Regions from separate parts of the Danio rerio genome. Here region 1 is linked to region 2. Evidence: chromatin contacts called from public Hi-C data. All regions are on one chromosome and are shown on one strand. Each heading gives the region's core, a stretch centred on a gene start, on an enhancer-like site or on the middle of the called end of the contact. The rest is flanking DNA. Distances are from core to core; before and after follow the strand shown.

Region 1 (2,700 bases), core at 50-2,549, 42 kb before region 2:
GCTCAAATGCTAGTGAGAAATATATAATTTAAAAGATTTTGTATGAATTGGTATCAAAGTTGATACTTTTAACAAACATAACAACATTGTGTCACTGCTGTAGTTTAGTTTTTCTTTCAAGCTTTCTTGCTAGCTTTACATTTAATTAAACAATTAGTAAATTATTGCAGCCAAGATCACAGTTTTCTGTCTAATTGTTTACTTTTGTAACTCTAGTCATGTAATAAGTGTAATAATGTACATCTAGCTAGCTGTTTTTTCAAAGAGTAAAGCCCTTCAGTCTTATATAACAGCCCTCTGCCTCACAAATAGGCTATCAGTATGCTAATAAGCCTGTCAGATTTTGTTCTGTGTGAACAACCGGCTAGATGTATATTAACTATTACTTAACTGTATAGAACTCTGGCACAATGACTCCGTGGTTAGCTCTGTCACCTTACAGCAAGAAGGTCGCTGGTTCGAGTCCCAGCTGGGTCAGTTGGCATTTCTGTGTGGAGTTTGCATGTTCTCCCTGTGCTTGCGTTAGTTTCCTCAGGGTACTTCGGTTTCGCCGATTGCAAAGACGTGCACTATAGGTGAATTGGGGAAAACAAAATTGGCTGTAGTGTATGAGTGCGTGTGTGAATGAGAGTGTATGGGTGTTTCCAAGTGCTGGCTTGCAGCTGAAAGGGCATTCACTGTGTAAAACGTATGCCTAAATAGTTAGTGGTTCATTCTGCTGTGGCAACTCCTGATAAATAAGCTAAAGGAAAACAAATACATGAAAGACTAATGGAACCTTACTGTAAAGTAGAACCAAAATATCAACTAAAACTAAGGATCATATTATTATATATTTTGAATAATGTTAAGAAAAACACTGATTTTAAATTCATATGGTGTCTTTCTTTCAGACAGATATATCATAATTAGATGCAAGGATCTGAACCTGAGGGTGCTGGTTAGCATCATCCTCACATACGTTATCAGACTCATCTTGTTAGTGCCCAAACTCTTGAGAGTCGCCGTTTCATCCAGCTGACATATATCTTTAATGAAATGATCTGCCCACTTAGCAAGTAATTGAAAGAAATTAGACTGACAGTTAAATCAAATTTCAAAAGGGAAGGCTTAGATTGGAGGGTCAAAACAATCCCTGTGATGTTAATCCCGGTCTGTTCAGCACCATATTTCCATACTGAAGGAATGCCAGAATGACAGACCTTAGGTTTTAAAGGCCGGATGATAAACAACGTGCCTTTCTGATCTGGCCCCCGTCTGACGCTCACACACTTTACTTGTCCTCCGGCTCAAATCCTGACCCTTTGAACCCTGAGGTAAACACTCGCCCGCTCTTCCACACACACGTTCAGCACACAAAAACATACACTGGGATGTATTTTCCTGTTGGTGTTTGCCCGTTTCCACTTTCACAGAATGGTTTACAGTTTCACAAGCTTTACTGTGTTTTCACAGAACAGACGCGGAGATTGTGCAAGAATCTCAGCTGCAATGTTTTCAAAACATATTTTGTCAGTCTATATTTCTAAGTAATTAGAGTTGTTGACAAATGGGCAGAGAGAGGGAGGCAGGCATGAGATTATTACCGTGCGATACGTCTGCAGGATAGAGAAATCAGTGATGGGAATGCGAATAACCAAGCCTCCCTCTAATATTAGCCGTGCTTATGCTAGTCTGGTTCCTCATATTCTGGGCTTTGCAAATTCCCTCCCTTGCTGAGCTGGAAAGCGTCTCAATGCCGGTTTGATTGTGTTTTCCCTCTTGGCTGATTTAATTGACTCCCCGCAGTCTTGATTTAATCATTCTGCACTAAAGCCTCTCAGAGATGTTTCAAGGTCTGTCCAGTTTCTCCCACTATGAAGACACGGGCCAAACTCTGTCAGTACCTCTCCAAAACAGCTTTCTGATGAAGATCTTGAGATTTAGAGCTTTCAAACTTGGAGCGGCGATGACAATTTGTACAAAAATGTCTCTGGTCAGCTCTCGTTGCGCCATATGCACATTTCCAACATTTTTTAAAATTAACATTTTTTCTTTTTACTCTTTAAAATGGGTTATTTCACAACAGAGTGGAGGAATATGTTTTATTATAGAGCTATTTCCCAACATCTGATCTCATGTTACTGGCAGTTGATTGGTGATTTTTCTTTTTTTATGGCTTTTAAAAAGGAGGCTGATTTTTTTATTTTTTATTTTTTTTTTGTGAAAGGCATTTTAGTTTTTTGTTTTCTAGCTGTTTTTTTTTTTTTTACTTGCTAGTGAAATCCTCTTTTAGAAAGTTTGATTGTTTTATATAGATGTTAGATATTTTATTAAGTAGTGAAATTATCATTTACAGTTTTGAAGTTTCATTGGCTTTAGTATTTTTAAGGAGTTAGCCATTTCAATCAGCAGTGGAAATTAGACTTACAGTTATGACTAGTTTACTATTTTGTAGCTGTTAGCAATTTTAGTTAGCATTAAAAATCTCATTTACTGTAAGAAAGTTTGATTTGTTTAAGCTTTTCGCAAGCAGTGAGCTCAAATTGCTGTGAAAATCAAATTTAGGGTTACATATTATGATTCGGTTTAGTTTAGTTAGCCTATTTAACCATTAGCCTGTTAGCTTTTTCGTTTAGCAACAGTCTTCACAGTTACAAATTTTATTAATTCAGCATATTAAAGCAATTTTTCATTTCAATAAGCATTACAAATCTTGTT
Region 2 (2,733 bases), core at 110-2,609:
TTTAAAAAACTTTTTTTTTTTTAGAAAATAGTTAAAAGCCAGGAGTGAAACCAACTCTTTAAACTGCAACTTGTTTGGAGGTTATTCCATGCAAGAGGTGTTGCCTATTTAAAAGCCTTTTCCCCAAATTTCAGTATGCGCCATATTGTTCCTATAATAAAAAATACAAATAAAATTTCTCAGAGTCCGAAAGCTATAGCTCGAGACAGTTTGTTTATTTATTTATTTATTTATTTATTTTTTACAAATTTAAGTTTACAGATATGAGGGGAGTAAACCCAGAATAGATTTAATGATACACTGGGTCTGGACAGAATGACTTTAAATCATATCATGAAAAGTGAAGTTACTAAATGTTTTCTAAAAGCAATGTAAATTATTGGGGAAAAAACTAAATAATAACCAAAAATCCTAAAAAAAAATATCGGGTCGACACGGTGTCACAGTGGGTAGTAATGTTCCTCTACAGCAAGTAGGTCACTGGTTCGAGCCCCGGCTGGGCCAGTTGTCATTTCTGTGTAGAGTTTACATGTTCTCCCAGTGTTGGCCTTGGTTTCCTCCAGGTGCTCCTGTCTCCCCCACAGTCCAAAGACTTGCTTTATAGGTTAATTGAATAAACAAAAATGTCCGTAGTGCATGTATATGTGTGAATGAGAGTGTATGGGTGTTTCCTAGAGCTGGGTTGCAGCTGAAAGGGCATCCTTTGCGTAATACCATATGCTGGATAAGTTGGCAGCTCATTCCGCTGTGGCAACCCCTGATTAACAAAGGACTAAGCCAAAAAGAAAATGAATGAATGAATGAATCTTGAAAATAGAAAATGTTTCACTGTCAAAATTGAGTCATTATTTATTTATTTTTTTAAATATATATTTAAATTAGATTTATTTATATTTCTGTCATGACTTGTTTTTCTTCAATTCCCTAAAGCATACACTTCATTCATAATAATTTTTCTTTTCTTCCAGAAAAGTGTTCTTCACAGATTATGGCCAGACCCCAAAAGTAGAGCGCTGTGATATGGACGGGCAGAACCGCACCAAACTAGTGGACAGTAAAATCGTCTTCCCTAACGGCATCACTCTGGACCTGGCCAACAAGCTGGTGTACTGGACTGATGCTTACTTAGATTATATTGAGGTGGTGGATTACGAAGGCAAGAACCGGCACACCATCATTCAGGGCTTACTGGTATGTCTGAAGTGTCACACTTGTGTGTCTTTGTGAACGCCAAACACATGCCTGCTGTAAAAGATGTGTTTGTTTGGAGCCTTGACCTCCATCTCAGTATGTTACTGACATCGACGTCATTATCACTCATGAGTTTGTGGAACTGAGAGAGTCACACGATCATCAGGACTGAAAGATCAGCATTAGATCATCCGAAACATTGTGCAAGTGCATTGTGTCTGGAAACATTTCAGTCCTGGTTTACATTCAGTGTATCGCCAAAATAAACACTACTTGTTGTACCTTGCACTGTTAGTGTTACAATTGTCCTACTTAAGTTAATATATTTTGCTCTTTTTTATTTTCAAATACATTTTTTTTCCTTAAATATTTCCCAAGTGATGTTTAATGGAACAAGAACATTTTCACAGTTTTTTACTATCATATTTTTTTCTTCTTGAGAAAGCAGTTTCTAAATTTTGTAAACAATTTTGAGGTCAATATTATTAGCCCCCTTAAGAAGTTCTATATTTTTTTGTTAATTGGCTACAGAATTAACTACTAACTTGCTTATTTAATCTAATTAACCTACGTAAACGCTTTAAGTTCCACTTTTAAGAAAATATTATGTTCTGTCTTCATGGCAAAGACCAAAGAAAATAGTTATTAGATATTTTTTATTAAAACTTATGTTTAAAAATGTGTCTCCTTTAAACAGCACTTGGGAATTAATTTGAAAAGATTTTAAATTTCAATCATTTTAACATCAACTGTATCATATCATGAATCAGTCAGTTAATAACACTGAAGATACAGAAACCAAATGTCTCAAAAGCAATCTAGAATTTTTCTGTTATGCATTAAAATATTCTATAAAAAAACGAAGCATGGATTTTAAATGCTTTGAATTGATTATTGAATTAAATTGTCATCATCAATAGTTTGAATTGGTTTAGTTCAGTTTATATTTATATATTTATTTCATTTTTATATGTGGTGTGGCAAACACTATGCTCTGCCATGTATTTAATTAATATATAAATTTTAATCTTTTAATTCTGCTTGTTTTGGCAGATTGAGCATCTGTATGGTTTAACAGTGTTTGAGAACTATCTGTATGCCACCAACTCTGACAACGCCAACATGCAACCCAAAACCAGCGTCATCAGAGTCAACCGATTCAACAGCTCTGACTTCCAGGTGGTCACGCGTGTGGATAAAGGTGGCGCTCTTCATGTTTACCACCAGAGACGCCAACCCACAGGTACAACACAAAAATGCTTTTTTTTTTCAATTTCTAAATTCAAAAATAGGGAAGCATTTCAAGCAGTCTATTCTGTATGTCATGTTTTTTATATTTGATTTTATTGAAAAGTTGGAATTTATTTATTTAAATTCAGCTTAATTTTTATTGCATTTTGGCACAGAATGTTCATAAATGGCAAAAATATTTGATCTTATTTGGCTACTTTTGGGCAAGGATGAAAATCTTCTTTCTGCTGATTGGTCAACCAAAAATCTGACCGTACAGTTCTACATAACAATTTTAAAAAACCTGTGTAC

The links. A called contact is a pair of places that touch in the nucleus more often than the background predicts.
Region 1: a Hi-C map of an unstated tissue shows a contact between it and region 2, with 2.6 times the contacts expected there. The contact joins two enhancer-like sites. A contact is called at or near these places in 2 of 18 Hi-C or Micro-C datasets (caudal fin and an unstated tissue).

Annotation. Positions count from the first base shown.
Region 1 is chr23:28,549,305-28,552,004 of GRCz12tu, reverse strand. All of the region lies in intron 3 of lrp1ab (low density lipoprotein receptor-related protein 1Ab), which reads left to right. Among named protein-coding and RNA genes, the nearest start is that of lrp1ab, 81 kb to the left of the region's middle. Within about 2 kb of position 1,299, at least 8 of the 62 cell types and tissues checked have an H3K27ac peak or open chromatin away from gene starts, as enhancers often do. A contact at or near this core is called in caudal fin, where this site is marked.
Region 2 is chr23:28,506,882-28,509,614 of GRCz12tu, reverse strand. It overlaps lrp1ab (low density lipoprotein receptor-related protein 1Ab), which reads left to right. Exons shown (of 90, transcript XM_021469971.2): 8 at 969-1,191; 9 at 2,245-2,434. Among named protein-coding and RNA genes, the nearest start is that of lrp1ab, 120 kb to the left of the region's middle. Within about 2 kb of position 1,359, at least 8 of the 62 cell types and tissues checked have an H3K27ac peak or open chromatin away from gene starts, as enhancers often do. A contact at or near this core is called in caudal fin, where this site is marked.